Regions from separate parts of the Mus musculus genome. Here region 2 is linked to region 1. The links are chromatin contacts, called in public HiChIP or PLAC-seq maps. All regions are on one chromosome and are shown on one strand. The core of a region is the stretch at or near the end of the contact, and the rest is flanking DNA. Distances in the headings are between cores, read along the strand shown.

Region 1 (7,597 bases), core at 3,181-5,680:
TGGGACAATCTTTCCCAGCTCATCACAAGCTCTCCTTTCTGATGGGGCTCAACCCTTGCTCATGATGTTTCTAGATTGAGCACAGCCATCAGTTCCAGCTATCTTTGTGAATGACAGAAAATGCACTTTCTGCTAAACACCTAGACTCATGAGGGTGTCCTAAATACCTTGAGCAGTACCTGGCCTTGGATAGGAACTGTGATATTTGCATAAGGAATGAATGAATATCCAGATGTATATTTGTTGCAGTAAATCTCCAACCCAAACCAGCCCAGGCAATGAAAATACAACTCAATATGATTACATGCTGTGAGCCCAGATTAGTCAGATCTACCATGACACTACCATCTTCCCCATATAAGAGACCCCTTAGAACTTGCAGTTTCTCCAGACCAGGTACTTCTGCTCCACTTTCCTTCTTCCTCCTCCCCAGTCATCTCTCTCTCTCTCTCTCTCTCTCTCTCTCTCTCTCTCTCTCTCTCCCAAAACCTTCAGTTTCACCTTCCCTTCTTTCTCCGCCCAATCACCAGCTCTAGCCTTTATTTATAAATTTAGGTGGGAAGCAGGTTTACAGGAAATCACCGGAGTGCTGACTCATTTCTGTTCACAACCCCTCATAGGAGAACAGAATTAACATCAAATACATTTCCCCAGGGCCATCTGCAACATATTTTAAGCACAAAGACTTTGGCATTGTAAATGTAGTCCCCACTAAAGTGACCTTCAATGATACTGGAAAGATGGCTTAGCAGTCAAGAACACTTACTCTTGAAGAAGAGCCAGGTTTGCTTCCCAGATTTCATAAAGTGGTTCACACCCATCTTCTATGTCCTAGGCCATCTGATACTCTCTGCTGACCTCCACAGGTAACAGGCATGTTAATGGTGCACAAACATGCATGCAGGCAAAACACTCATACAAGATGCCCATTTAAGAAAATCTAAAAAAAACTTTTAAAAGGAACCTTAAGTCATCTCCAAATAATCTAATTTCAGATCCTTCAGCTCAAACTTATTCCACATGACCCTAAACTACCAGGAACAGCCCTGAATCCTAAGGGTCCTAGTAGACTCTACCAGATCATATATTACACCTGTCCATAAATTGCAGCGTTATGTGAATGACTGTAGTCTAACTGCTGAAAAGATCCCCAGAGGCCACAGATCCTAAAAGAGCCTAAAATTCTCACACTTAATATTAAGCAACTAAAACACCAGAACTGTTTTAACTGTTCAAAATTGCCCTAAACCCCAAATGACTTTATGTAGTTTTGATGTAACTAGACTCTAAATGAGCTCAGCTGTTATGGTTTGATTGTTTCTGTTTGTTTGTTTGTTTGCTTGCTTTGGTTTTTTTGTTTTGTTTTTGTTTGTGTGTGTATGTGTGTGGGGGGCATGTGTTTTGTTTTCCAGACAGGGATTTTCTGTGCATCCCTGGATGTCCTAGAACTCACTCTGTAGACCAGGGTGGCCTCTGCCACCAGGTGCTGGGATTAAAGATACGGATCACCACTGCCTGGTCTGTGATTTGGTTCTTAAACACACTTCAAAGGCTCCCACACTAGAGGGTTGTGGCCCTATTGGGAAGGGCTGGAGCAGGCAGGTCAATATCTGCTTGAAGGGGATGTTGAGACCCTGGCCACCACATGGTGAGCAGTTGTTCCACAGTGCACTTTCTGCTATGGTGTTCTGTCTCATTACAGGCCTCAGAGCAGTGGAACCAATCAACTAACTAGTGGTTTAACACAGTCATGCCCCTTCAAGCAAAACTCTGATTATATACTTTGGCTTTAATTCTGCTTGGGGATCTACTGCCCCTGTACCAGAAGGCCCTGACTTCCTAATAATGATGACTTTTAATATATGATTGATTCAACCTCAACTCCTCCCATTACCAACAAATTTAAAGCATAATTAACCATGAGCTAATTACTAAACTCCAAACTCTGTCAGCCCACTTACACCCTGCTGCGAGCCCTAACCTACATTGCCCTTCTTAATGACAGCTCTCCCTCATAAAGAATTATAATGGCAGAAGAAGAGTCACAAAGATGCCCAAGGCATACCTAAGGTCTTGACTCTGATCCCAAGGGCTTAAGTCCTAGTGAGCTTAGAATTAACCATAAACTTTGTACAACACATAACATAGCATTAGGATAGCACGAGCCGGATGCCCCTGATGAAGATGGTCCTATCTCACTGCAGCTTTCCTTCCTCTAAGCACAGTGAGAGTGGACTATGTCTGCAGCATGGGCTGTGGCTGCTAAAAGCTGCCTTCACCTTGTGCTGTAAGGGCCAACCCAGGGTCTGGGCTCTGGTTTGCTAGGCCTCCTTAGAGCCCTAGGAGGGGGACATTCACAGAGCACAGGCCCTGGCCGTGTCCTTCTGTCTATGGATTGCAACCTTATCCCTTTTCTTCTGACTCACTTTTTAGGGGTGCCTCAGGGAATCATTTTGGGAGCATACCTTGCTGTTTACCTGCTGAGCATCCCAGACCTTGGGGTGCTTTCAGTAAGCCTTGTGTTTCCTTACTTTTCTGGTTTCCCTCTGGTCCCTGTCACGTTTCCTACCTGTGGCTAAGGTATTACTTGGTCAGACCAGACTACTACTTTGTGGCTGCTTCCTTGCCTTTCTTTCATCCCTGCCTGAACGTAGTCCCAAGACTGATCACAGAAGGAATCTTTCTACCTTTCTTTCATCTTGAACCCCAGTGGCCTCCAGCTGTACTTAGAATGAACTTAGAACTCCTAGGTGGTCTTCAGGACCCTCATTCTAGCCCCTACCCAGATCCTCAACCCATCTTGCATACCTGTGATCTTACTCCTCTGTCTAGCCACACCCCCACTGCAGGAGAAGATAGCAGATATTGGCAACTTATTCTAATTCATTCTCACTGCCCAGGACTCAGCTATCTTGACATCTTAACCCAGGTACTCTGCTCATTATATATCTGGCTTTGCCACAATAGTGGCAAGTACCTATAATCCTAGCACTTGGGATGTGAGGTATGAGATAGTGAGACTAGGTTACATAGAGTTTCGAGGCTAGCCCAACACTCATTGTGAGACTATCTCAGGCAACCAGAACAAACCCCCATGTAGTCAACACTGCAGTCCCAACCCAACCTTTTCTCGGCCATCTTTCTCAATGGTTTACTTCAGCCATGTGCACAGCTCTAGCACTTTGTCATTGGTTCACTTCACCCATGCACACAGCTCTAGCACTTTGTCATTGGTTCACTTCAGCCATGCACACAGCTCTAGCATTTTGCTCACTGTCAGCTCCTTTCTCTATAGTGGAAGCTTCCAGAAAACACAGCTCTCTCTGTTTCGCTCACGGCTGTATTCCTTCTGTTCAAGACACCTTTCTTGCCTGTGCTGAAGGAATGACAGGTTTTCCCAATAGAATGAGTGTATGGCTACATATCTCTGGTAATTCATCCAAGGGTCGGTGGGATAAGAAACGAGCTTCCCTTGGTGGGATGGAATTCAAGTTATATGTTACCCTGGGGTGGAGTGCCAGATCTCTTCCTTTGGCTTCTGGGTAAGAATTTACCAGAGTTCTTTCTTATGATCTTCACCCCATCACACCTGTATCACCCAGCTCAGTTCCACTGTACCATCCTGGTACTTTAGTGCAGTGTCTCAGTGCTCTATGGTGACATCACAGGGCTAGACTGTGACATCACAATGCTCCATGTGAATTCACAATAATGAACTGTGCCATCACACTGCTGCGTTTTTGCCACCACAACATCCCACCCTGACAGCATTGCTGGATGGTGACATCACAGCGTTTATTGTTCTATAACAGTGTGCTACTGTGATATCATAATGTGGTATTGAGTTGTTACACTGCTCCTTTGTGCTATTATCATGCTATCCTTTGACATTAAAGTGCACCAGTGTGTCATTGTGACATCACAGTGCAACAGTGTTCCATGATAATACTGTATTGTGACATCATTATGCTGAATTGTGACATCTTGGAGCATTTCCCTCTGGAGATGGCATACAGTAGAAAGACCAAACATCTTTCTTGTTCTGTCTGGAGTTCTGGATGAAGGATGAGTGTCAGTTTATGTGTCTCTGGGGCACACTTCAACATCAACTTCTGTTCAGGCAGAGCCTTGGGCTGAGGTTCTCCCAGCATGCATTAGGGGAGGTCCTAAATAACTCATCTCCAGAGGGCACCTGTGGAGGCAGGACAGGAGACAGAAGCTCTAGGAGAGATTCAAGGTCATTGTCTATCCCGGAAGGATTTGGAACTAAGGGAAGATTGGCCTCTCTTCAACCTGGCTAGGTGGTAGCTTATGAAAACAAACAAAAACAAACAAATAAAAACTCCCTGCATCTTTCTGTGAGAGGGACTAGACATGGACCCTTGCCTGTCCTGGTTGATGTTAGGATGCCCTCTGGTGGTGACGATGACTGCATAACATCTGCTTCCTAGCTCTACCAGTGATGGGCAAAGTTAGCCTGTACAAGTGCCTGTGCGTGCGTGTGTGTGTGTGTTTGTGTGTGTATGTGTGTGATTTTTCGTTGTGTAGCCCAAATTGACGTGGATTCTAGGCTCTCATACTCATGATTGTAGCCTAGGTAGACCATGTCTTTTACCCTGATGTCCTTACTTGGTTTGTCTATTTGTCCCATACTATTTTGCATAAGTAAGGGGGAAAATGTGATAGCTTCCCACCTTGAACTATGCTTTCCTGAGTTCAGTGGGTTTGGACATAGTTTTTGACGTATTTCTGGTGCATTTTGCACTTCGGTATTTCCCCTTTCTTCTTTTGTTCATTCGTTCATTTGTTCATTCTGTCCTCCTTCTCCCGCCATCTTTTCCTTCCATGTTTCTTTTTTAAAAATTTGAGACAAGGTCACCTTGGATGGTCTGGAAGTCACTATACAGACCAGGTGATCTTGTACTCTCAGCGATCCACCTGCCTCTGCCTGAGCACGGGATTAAAGGCGTGCGTGCTAAGTCTCTCAGCTCTTTTGGTGTTTCCTGTGTCTGGATTCTCAGAATCAAATCTTGACTCCTTTAATGTGAGGCTGTGATCTATGCTGCCCACCTCCCTTTCTTCACTGACCTAATGTATGCAGCATTTATTCTTGTCTCGTGAGGGCTATGCAGAGACTCTTCATGCTGTTTTCCTCAACTGGCAGCAACTACTGCTCTCATTATTGGTTTTAGACTAAAATCCTCACAACCCTGAAAAGACTCAAGAATTATTGCAAAACCCCGAAGGCTGAGGGGATAGCTCACTATCTCTGCCTGTGCTGGACAGGCAGAGAGCATTGAACCTCTGTGACTTATTGGCCAGCCAGTTGAGCCTACTTGGTGAGGTCCAGACCAGTGAGAGACAGACACTGTCTTAAACAGAACAGTGGATGGCTTCCAAGGAAAGCTTAAGGAGAGACACGTGGGGTTGTCCTCTGGCCTTCATATGCACAGACTTGCACACTTGAGTACTCACATACGTGCACATGCGCATGCAAACACACACACCCCACAAGTTAATGATACTGCTCATTTATGAGTAAGCACCGGTACCCATGAAGAATGCTTTCAGTGTGGATGTTGGGTTCGGAGATGGTTGGGGACGTGGGCTCTGTCTTGTCAATCTCTAACTCCCTTAACTGTTCTTTGGCTTTGAGAAATTCAGTATCCTTCTATGCGGGGACACCGAAGCACAGACTATTCTCTTGAAAGGACCCTGATGTTGGATCTAGGTTCATCCTGACAGTTTCATATTATCCTACCTGTGTGGACCTGGCCTCCAAACACTCTCCTTTAGAGGAGCTGGGAGTAGTGAAATGTATTAAGATGCAGTGGGGGAGTGGGTGCCCCCACATTCGCCTATCCAGAAGTTCTGAACAGGGTATTAAACAAGAGTTTTAAATACATGTGGAAAACCCCCCATCTGCTGAACTCAGCCCTTGCCTTCTGAGCTGGTGCCTAGTTCGACAGTGATGTCACCTTTACTACATTCCCAGGCAAAGGCTTGCTCTCATAGTTGTCATTCCTCTGCACAGTACAGGAACTGCTGGGCCAGCTGCAACTTCTCCCCGGGGGGCCTCGGACTTTCCTCTGTCTCTGTGCTCGGTGGGTTTCCTTTCCGGCCAGCCCTAATCTTGCCAATATCAGGAAACAGTGACAAAAGCCGGAGCCAGGGTGTCCTTCAGCTGGCCCCCACATCGCCTTGGCGTGCTGGAGACTCAAGAACAATGGTGCTTGAGAAAGTCTGCCTTCTGTTTCCTCAGGACGGACACCTTCATCCTCACCTCCTGTTTGGGCTGAAGCTGTTTCCCTGGCAGAGACGACTGGCCGGCCACTGGAACTTTTGCCTTGAGAAATGAGGCTTCTCCATATTACCATATAAGCATAGGAGAAGGACTCTGTGCTGTGAACTGGGGAGATAGCTTGTGAACTTGAATTTCTCTGTGTAGTTTTAGGGTTTTTCATTCTTCAAAATAGGAGGACAGAACTCAAGGCCAGCCAAACCTTGCTCTTCCTTCTACATGTCTGTAGGAAGCTAAGGACCCCTACCCAATAGCTCTGTCAGATCTCCTTCAGCACTTCAGTCCTACCTGGGGACAACAGGAGAAGCCCCTGCCTGTCTCTGTCCCTGTCCCTGTCCCTGTCCCTGTCCCTGTCCCTGTCCCTGTCCCTGTCCCTGTCCCTGTCCCTGTCCCTGTCCCTGTCTCTGTCTCTGTCTCTGTCTCTGTCTCTGTCTCTTTGTCTCTGTGTCTGCCCCTGCTCTGTCTGGAGCCACTTGAAGCAGGCCAGAGCCACCCTACCCTGTGCAGCAGGCTTGCTGGTGGATAAAGTTCTCTTGCTCCTGGCTGGGGAGTCTGAGGTATGTTGTGCATTCTCTCAAAGGGGCCTCCTGCAGCTTGATACCATCCCTGCCTCCTCCTCTCTGTGCTCCCACACAGAACATTTTGTGTTTGAATCCTGCCTCAGGCTTTGTTGTGGGATGGACCCCATCTTGTATGGATACTGTTGGGAAGTTTGGGTTTTGAATCGAAGTGATAAAGGACAGAAGGTGGTTCATTTCATGACACAGATGTACTGAAAAACATGGAGAACACTTGTAGGGCTGAGCAAAGAAAGAAACCATTGTGGTTGCAACAGAACTGTATTTGGAATGATCCCTGGGAACCCCAACCATGCTTCTTCATTCAGAGCCATTCATGGCCATTAACAGAGCATGTGAAACACCTCAGCCCACTCTTCAGCTAGCCTGTCAGGTCTCATACAACTGTCAGAGCCTGCAAGAGAGAAGGTGCCCAGTTTCCCCTGAGAGGCACGCATGCTTGTGTGTGTGTGTGTGTGTGTGTGTGTGTGTGTGTGTGTGTGTGTGTGTGTGTAAGAGTGACAGAGAGAGAGAGAGACTTAATAAGTACAAGGACCAGCCATATTACCTATGACAGATAGCATCCTTGTAGATTTGGCATCTCCAAACCTTCAGTCAGGGCTCTTGCCTTCTTCACTATCCTGATTTGAGGAGGGGGAGGGCAGGTGCACAGGCAGAGGGCATCTCCTTCCCCTCTCTACTTCCCACACTTGCTGGGAAATTCCAGCATATCTTTTAG
Region 2 (7,597 bases), core at 2,082-4,581, 47 kb before region 1:
ATGAGAATTAGAGGGCTTCTTCAACTCAATCTGGAAGCCATTAGTCGGGGTCATCCTCCTGTGGAGGCTGTTGGTCATGTGTAGTTATTGAATTGGTTAACTCCAGTTCTTTTTGCTGTTTTTTTTCTTTCCTCCTTCCTTCCTTTCCTTTCTTTTCTTTTTTCTTTTTCTTTTTTCTTTTGACTGAGTCTCACTACATATCCTTGGCTGGCTTGGAACTCACTCTGTAGAATAGACTAGCCTTGAACACTTAGATCTGCCTGCCTCTGCCTTTTGAATGCTGGAGGAGTGCATTAAAGGAGTACATTACCATACCTGGCTGGTATGGTAATACCATACTTGGGCTCTTTAGGAACAGAATTTTAAGTTTATTTACTCAAAACTCAAATTAAAATTAGATATTGCTTCCCAATGCAATTACTAAGTAAGTCTGAAGCCTGTTTGATCCACTTAGATATGTGAGTCTACTTGTCCAAATAGAACTTTTGAAAATGTAACTATAGATTGAGATTTTTTTCTTCTTTTATCTCTTGAGATTATATAATTATATCATTTCCTCCTTCCCTATCCTCCATGTTAACCCTCCCATATAATTTCTTACTCTCTTTCAAACTCATGGCCTCTTTTAAAAATAAATTGCTATTACATGTATATACGTATACATACATATATTCCTAAATACATGAATCACATTGAGAAATTTTTGATAAAAATTTAACATCTGAATTATGATGTGCTGAAGTTTAAACATGTACCCATTTCATCCTTTGTGCAAAAATATACTAAATATATAGTATCAAATATAAAATACTTCATGAGTAATTTCTTTATATTATTGTGTATTTAAGATTTATTTATGTGTTTTTAAGACAGGGTCTCACTATGTAACCCTGGATGGCCTGGAACTCACAGATATCCTGCTTATGCCTTGCAACTGCTGGGATTAAAGGCAAGTGCCACCATGCCCAGCAAACTACTTTTATATTGATAACATGTTAAAATTTTGTTTTTATCACACCAGGCTAAACAGAAATATTATAAAACTTAATTTTACCTGATTTATTTTCCTCTTTCTCCTCCACCACCACCTCTAAGACAAGAGTTTCCCTATACCCTAGGCTGGCCTTGAACCCACAGTCCTCTTGCCTCTGTCTTCCAAATGCTGGGATTATAGGTGTGTGCTATCATGCCTGGCTTTCTCCAACTACTATTAACGTGGCTACTAGAAAATTTAAATGCATAACATAGCTCTTGTGAGGAACCCAGGGCCCCACCCTTTTCTTCTGAGTTACTGCCCCAGTATTTGGTATCATTTTTTTATTGGGCAGTTTCTTTTAGACGGAGCTCCTTCGCTGCTCTCGTAAGACAGTAGACCTTCCTGTGCAGTCTGCATGTGGAAGTCTGCAGTGTTGAAAGGTAAAATTCAAAGTGTGTTTCTCCTGGGCAGTGGTGGCACACACCTTTGATTCCAGCACTTGAGAGGCAGAGGCAGGCAGATTTCTGAGTTCAAGGCCAGCCTGGTCTACAGAGTGAGTTCTAGGACAGCTAGGACTATACAGTATTCGAAAGAAAAAAAAAAAAAGAAAAGAAAAGAAAAAAGAAAAGAAAAGAAAAAAAGAAAATTCAATGTGTGTTTCCTATTGAGAAACAGCATCTCCAGCCCAGATGCATCATCTTTGTCTTCTCTGAAAAGATGAAGGACCACTCTCCTCTCCCACAGCCTCGATATGAGGAAACAGACCATTAGAACGGTGTTTTCCAGTGACTCAGATTACCACTCACTGTATTCACGGAGGTGCTTTTTAAAGGTCTCACTATGTGCACGGAATAGTCTCAAATTCACACTCTTCTTGTCTCAGCCTCCTGAGCAATTATGTGTGCACGTCATCAGGCCTTGCCCGGTTTGGATTTAACAGGGTCAAGGACCAGTATTTCGGGCATTAGGAGTGTACCCTCATTGGCAGGAAGCCAGATGATTGGTTATAAGATGACCATTTGACTCAACGCGAGCCAGGGGAGCCAGGGAGCGGCTCTCCTGAGAGGCTGGGCTAGAACTGAAGAATTCTAGCAGCATCTCACAGACTTCTTCAATAGCAAAACCAGAGCCCTGCTGTTAGGAGTCATGGCTGCCCTTTGTCCTGTTTCTGAGGTCACGGAAGGCCAGGTTAGAAGAGAAGAAAGATTCCCTTGGAGAAGGTTTCCTGGAGAGTTCCTCAGCTCACCCTGCAAATCTAGCTTGAGAAAGGCTGCGAAGGAAAGCAGCTTACCTGAAACACAGTAATGGCTCCAGTGAAAGAAATTAATGGACCCGGTTTGTGTTTATAGCTCAAGGGGAAAGAACTAGATGCATTTATCTCCCTAACACCCCCCTCCCCTTTCACAGTAGAAAAAGCCGATCAGTAGCCTTCTTGTTCAGTGTTGTGGGACATTTCCAGCACCACCCCGCAGCTGCGCTTTGGCCTCCGCACATTTGAGGCTGGCTGGTCTGGGAACGGATAGCCGTTTATAACATTGTTTCTATGGGAGACACATTCCAAGATCCAAACAATGAGTTTAAAAGAGAATATCTGGCTTCCAGGCAGATGGGATGCACTTTGGAGGCTTGGCTGCCCTTTCTTTAACCGTTAGATTCCCTTCCCCTTTGGTTTGGGGACCAACTGCAAGGTCGGGCATATGTAAACGAAGAATTATGGTTAGAGGGTATAGAATCCGTAGCTGGGTGCTCCCTCCTATACACTAGAGTTCCTCGGAGGTCTAAGGATGGAGAGGAGGAGGAGGTGAGGAATGGACAAAGAAACTTGACTTCCTTCACATTGCCGTCACGTCTGCCGGCCTGCCGAGTCGAAGGGGCCCACTTAGCCCTTTGGCAACTCAAACCCTTTTGGGAACAAACCCGGGTGTTAGAAAGAACCACCACCCAACTCCACCAACTGCACATCCTCTGCTAGGAAATCTGCATTCTCTAGGCGGGCTGCTCCCTGGGAGTGACTGTCACAGAGCCAGGCGAACTGAAGAGCTTGGGCTAAATCTCGGCGTGGCTTGGAGAGGGCAGGCGCGATGGGGTGAGAGGCAGCACCTTATTCCCTCCACCCACGCTCTCCGCCTCCTCCTCCTCATGCACTCTGGCCTGCTGAGAAGAAACGCTGGCAGCCCGCGCGAGGTGGGGTGGGGGTACGCGGGGAGGGGGGGGGTAGAGATGAAGGGAGGAGGCGACGCGAAGCCACAGCATTGTCTGTCTTGAAGGGAGGGGAGAAGCTCCGCCCCCTAGAGGGGAGGGAGGGGGAGAAGGGAAAGAAAGGCAAGAGAAGAGGGGTGGGGAGAGAACTGCAGGGTGGCGGGTGGGTTGGTCAAGGATCGGCAGATAAAGGCAGAGCTCGGGGAGGCGGGGCGGAGGGGCCAGGTGGGCGGGGCGCCCGCCCTCAACCGCACTGTCGCCGCCCAGGCCGGCCCAAGCGAGCGGGTCCCGCGGATCACTGGCCAAGCACGCTGGAGCACCCCCACCCCCGCAGCGGCGCCCCCACTTTCCAACCCCTGCGGCGAGAGCGGATGCAGATGGTCCGGGAGACAGGCAAGACACAGGGCGCGGGGCTCGAAGAGCCGGGTACTGGCACAGGATGCGGGCGCAAGGTGCTGGTGGTCCTCTTTCCCTCTACCCAGCTCAAAGTTTTCCCTCAGTGGCCCGTGGCCAGCCTGGTCCGGTCCCTGACTCTTCCCTGTCCCCTTTTGCCACCCAAGCCACAAGGTGGGCTTAGATATGCGGGCTGCCCCAGAAGCAGCGCAGGCGGGCGCCCCAGCCCACTCCTTTTCCCCGGGTAGAAAGTTGTGGCCTGGAGCTCATGCTGCGGCTCTGACCCCTTAAGATCTTTTCTGAGGTCGACACTAAGTGCAGTGGCAGGAAATTGCCCCCATCCCCAGAGCAGGGTGTCCCCGAACTCCCTGGAGAGGTGAAGCGAGATAGCAGGTGCAGGCCTGTAGAGCTTAGGGGAGGGTCGGACTGTTGTGCGCACTCTGGCTCCCCGGGCGGGGACCACATCTCCAACCCGCGGCGAACCCAGTTCCCTTTGGGTTTCAGAGTTTAAGAGCGCGCGGTGCTCGGCGCACTTCCCCCTCCCGGGTTTCTTGTCCCTTCCGGAGCTTGTGCCTGAGGTCGCTGGAGACCGAGCTAGGCAGGTGCTTTCAAAAGACGGCCTGGCCACTCGTGTATTAGAGCGCTTACTCTGCACCCAGCTTTATCTCCGAGTGCGCCCTGGGAGGCAGCAGAATGGTGGAGTCCCGACAGGGGCAGATTTGGAACAGCCACTGGACAGATAGCCACTGTGCTTCAGTGGCAAGCTCAGCACGAGGCTTCTCAATGCTGCGCGCGCTTTAGTCCCAAGAGTCTGGAAAACCAGGGCATTAGAAACGATTCTTCCTGAGAGCAGAGGCCAGGGGTTACGGTAAGCAAGTGGAGGATTCCTGTAAGAGGAAGCGGTGGACAAATGACAATTTGTCAGAGCCGGCTCTGTCCCTGCGGTAAATGGCCCTGGGACAGTGGGAAGAAAAAAATTAGGGTCACGGTTCTCAAAAGATAGCCGGCAGATTCAGCCAGGGGATATCTTTGAAGAGCACGTAAATGAGGAACCTGAGGTTGATTTGCCATACTTTCAATCCACGTTTATTAAGTGGAAGCTTTTCCTACAGGTGGTCTGGGGGTTAAAGAAACCTCTGTGGCTAAGCTATACTGGATTTGAGAAGAGTGCCCCCCTTCCTCCCCTTGTTCTCATTCTCCCTTTCTGTCCTAGGGGACTAACTGTGGTATTTTCCTGAGCGATGCTCATTTGAGCTGTTGCTTATGGGCTGTTCCTCCTCCGGACTAAAGCCTGATTCCTAGGACCTGCTGCAGTCCAGCGGGATTCAGGAAGGTAGAGAGGAGCATCAAATGATGGCGGAGTGAGAGATGACCTTTGTTTGCAAAGAAGCATGTTTCTTGCCTTAGTACCAAAGGGGGCTATGAATAAATAGTCTGCCTGGCCACTTGGCACACTCCACTCTTGGAGGTGTGGACTGGTAGTATTTGGGGCGGGGTGGGGTGGGGGTGGGAGATCATGGGAAGCCACACCCATTTTTTCTTTAACAAATAGAAGAGCAGAAGAGTACTGCAGAAACACAACAAAACATGGGATTCGTGCACAAATGATGAGGGTAGACTTGAGAAACCTAGCTAAAAGGAGACCAGGGTATCCAAGATCCCCACACCAGCATCCATGGGAAGGGCCATGTTGGTCAGCGCATGCTCTGTTCTTGCACCCTTGGTTTCTGCAACCTTCCATCCCGCCCCCCACCCCTTCCTCGAGGGCAATGTCTCCAGGCTCTGACTTCCACAGCATACCTCTCTCCAGCTCACTGTGTCTTGTCTTTGGAGGTGCCTGCTTTCTCTCTATTTTGTGGTCTTTTAGGGGGAGGGCAATAAGTGCCATCCCTTGTTTTCAGTTTACTTCCTCTCTCAGGTGTTAGGGTCCGCTTGTTAGGGTCTCAGAGGCTGACTGGTTTCCCTTTGACTTCTTTCCTGGTACCTCGCAGCAAGGCTTCTTGTCTGGCCCTGTGTGCGCGCCTCTTAGGGATGGCTAAGGATCCCAGCTAGAGGTATGGGCAGGGCTGTACTTTTGACACTTCTGCTTCTCTTTTGGGCTGGACTCTGGGGCTTGCCAGAAAGGAGACCCGCTGTCCAATCACAAGAGAGCCTGAGCTGATTGTCCTCTTTGGGATTCTTAGAGAGGAAGTGTCTTCACAGCTTGGGAGGAGATGGAGGCAGATAGTGAGGAGTGTAGCTGCCAGAGTCCCAAGGAAAGGCTGAGTGGGAATGGGGGAGGGGAGCCCTAAGAACAGCCTTAGGGCCTGCCCAAGCCTCCTTTCCTCTCCTCCAGTGAAAAACTGCTCAAGTCTGTGTGCTTGGAATAAAAACATGTCCCGTCTCTGATCTCAAGTCTTAGACGCTGAGAGCTGCCCTAGCTGTGCTTATAATGCCAGGGCGACAGTCCTTCATATCGCTCTCCACTATTCCTGACCCCTCACAGAGCGATCCATTTATTTACCCCAGTGACGCATTGCCACATATAAACACCTCTCTGATTCCTAAAGGATTTTTTTTTTCTTTTGAGACAGGGTTTCTCTGTGTAGTCTTGGCTGTCCTGGAACTCACTCTGTAGGTCAGGTTAGCCTCGAACTTCTGCCTTTGCCTGCTAGGATTAAAGGCACGTGCCACCACTGCCCCGCTAACTCCTAGAAGAATTTTTTAAAGTCCTTGAGGAGGGGTAAGTTCCCCACTTAAGCCTGCCAGTTTGCTTCTGCGTTTCCACAGAGGATATGGCTGTGGGGTAGTAGACAGAGCAGTAGGTACAGTAAAGGTGGGCATGCTTAGATTCCATTGAGTGGGTCACTGCTGATCCTCCCTGGATGAAGACGCCAAGTCTATAAGCACAACTTGATGCAGTTGTTTGGGCTAATAATTTGGGGCACCTGTAGACTCCTGCTCAAGGCAACTGTGGCCAAACTAGAGAGTGAACGGCATTTGGCTGACTCTAATGATTTCCAAGTGCCCCCTCATTCCCAACTCTTTCTAACAGCTGACAGAAAGATCCCCTGTGCTTTCTTTGGCTATGTCAACCCAAAGTGATTGGCAAAGTAGGCATATTCCATCACGATGTGGTCTTACCAATGGTTGGCACTCAGTTGTGTTTGTTTGGTTAACTCTTCCTTTCTATTGGTATAATGGGTTTGGAGTCTGTCTTCTTTTTTCCCTGTGGGATATAGGTCATGTAGTAGAGTGGTCAGTGCCCTCCTTATGTATTGTAGGCTTCTACCAGCTAGTGATGGAAGAAGGAAGTTATATAAATACACCCCAGTTCCCTCACTCCGAAGGGATTATTTTGGGACATGTTCTGTGCTGTCTCTAGAGTTCCTTCTTGGGACAGTTTTCCCAACTTCTCACAGGAATGACTCTCTCTTTTAAAGATTTATTGTCTGAAGATAGGTAAATGCCTACATGTATGGTATGTGTAACCTGTGAGTGCTTGGTACCTGCAGAGCTCAGAGAAGGCCATCGGATGCCCTGGAACCGGAGTTACAGATGGTTGTGAACCTTTGTGTAGGTGGTAGGAACCAAACCTGGTCTCCAGAGCAGCCAGTGCTCTTAATCGATGAGACATCACTCTGTTTTCTTGTTTTACATCCCCATTCCCTTTCCACTTGAACTTGGCTCCTTGTCTCTGTGTTCAGGAAGACATTTTCTAGTTCTTTGGTTAACGCGAGGAAGGGTGTGGTAGATCTGAGAGTGTGTATTATAGTGGAACATGGAGAACTGGATTTGGAAACAGAGACTGTTAGGTGAGAAAATGGAGGTCAGCAGCTCAGGAGTGTGTAGCTAGGTTGTGACCAGTGATACCCTGTGCATCATGACAGCTGGCTCTCAGAAGGTGGAATGGGGAAGCCTTAGCTTGGGGTGTTCGCCTGTTTCTGTTGTATAAATATTCCTCTTGTTGCTGTTTTTTTTTTTTTTTTTTCTAGCTATCAGATGGTGTCACTGAACACTGAGTTGGCAGGACATCAGTTGTGTGAACCC

Evidence for each region. HiChIP or PLAC-seq counts read pairs in DNA pulled down with a chosen protein or histone mark.
Region 2: an H3K4me3 HiChIP or PLAC-seq map of bone marrow-derived macrophages shows a contact between it and region 1, with 2.1 times the contacts expected there. The contact joins the promoter of Rassf2 here to the enhancer-like site in region 1. A contact is called at or near these places in 12 of 39 promoter capture datasets (the 3T3-L1 cell line, the C10 cell line, the HPC-7 cell line and 7 more), 4 of 15 datasets of contacts at CTCF or cohesin (CD8 T cells, the NIH/3T3 cell line, large pre-B cells and 1 more), 23 of 484 Hi-C or Micro-C datasets (the AML12 cell line, B cells, the Ba/F3 cell line and 17 more), 18 of 115 datasets of contacts at active chromatin or transcription factors (the 230-238 cell line, CD8 T cells, the HPC-7 cell line and 11 more) and 4 of 9 other capture datasets (adipose tissue, liver, macrophages and 1 more).

The regions. Positions count from the first base shown.
Region 1 is chr2:131,979,569-131,987,165 of GRCm38.p6, reverse strand. No RefSeq gene overlaps it. Among named protein-coding and RNA genes, the nearest start is that of Prnd, 33 kb to the right of the region's middle. Within about 2 kb of position 4,430, at least 19 of the 459 cell types and tissues checked have an H3K27ac peak or open chromatin away from gene starts, as enhancers often do. A contact at or near this core is called in B cells and bone marrow-derived macrophages, where this site is marked.
Region 2 is chr2:132,025,722-132,033,318 of GRCm38.p6, reverse strand. It overlaps Rassf2 (Ras association (RalGDS/AF-6) domain family member 2), which reads left to right and starts at 3,331. Exons shown (of 11, transcript NM_175445.4): 1 at 3,331-3,568. It overlaps Gm31179 (a long non-coding RNA gene), which reads right to left and starts at 2,868. Exons shown (of 3, transcript XR_374996.3): 1 at 2,268-2,868.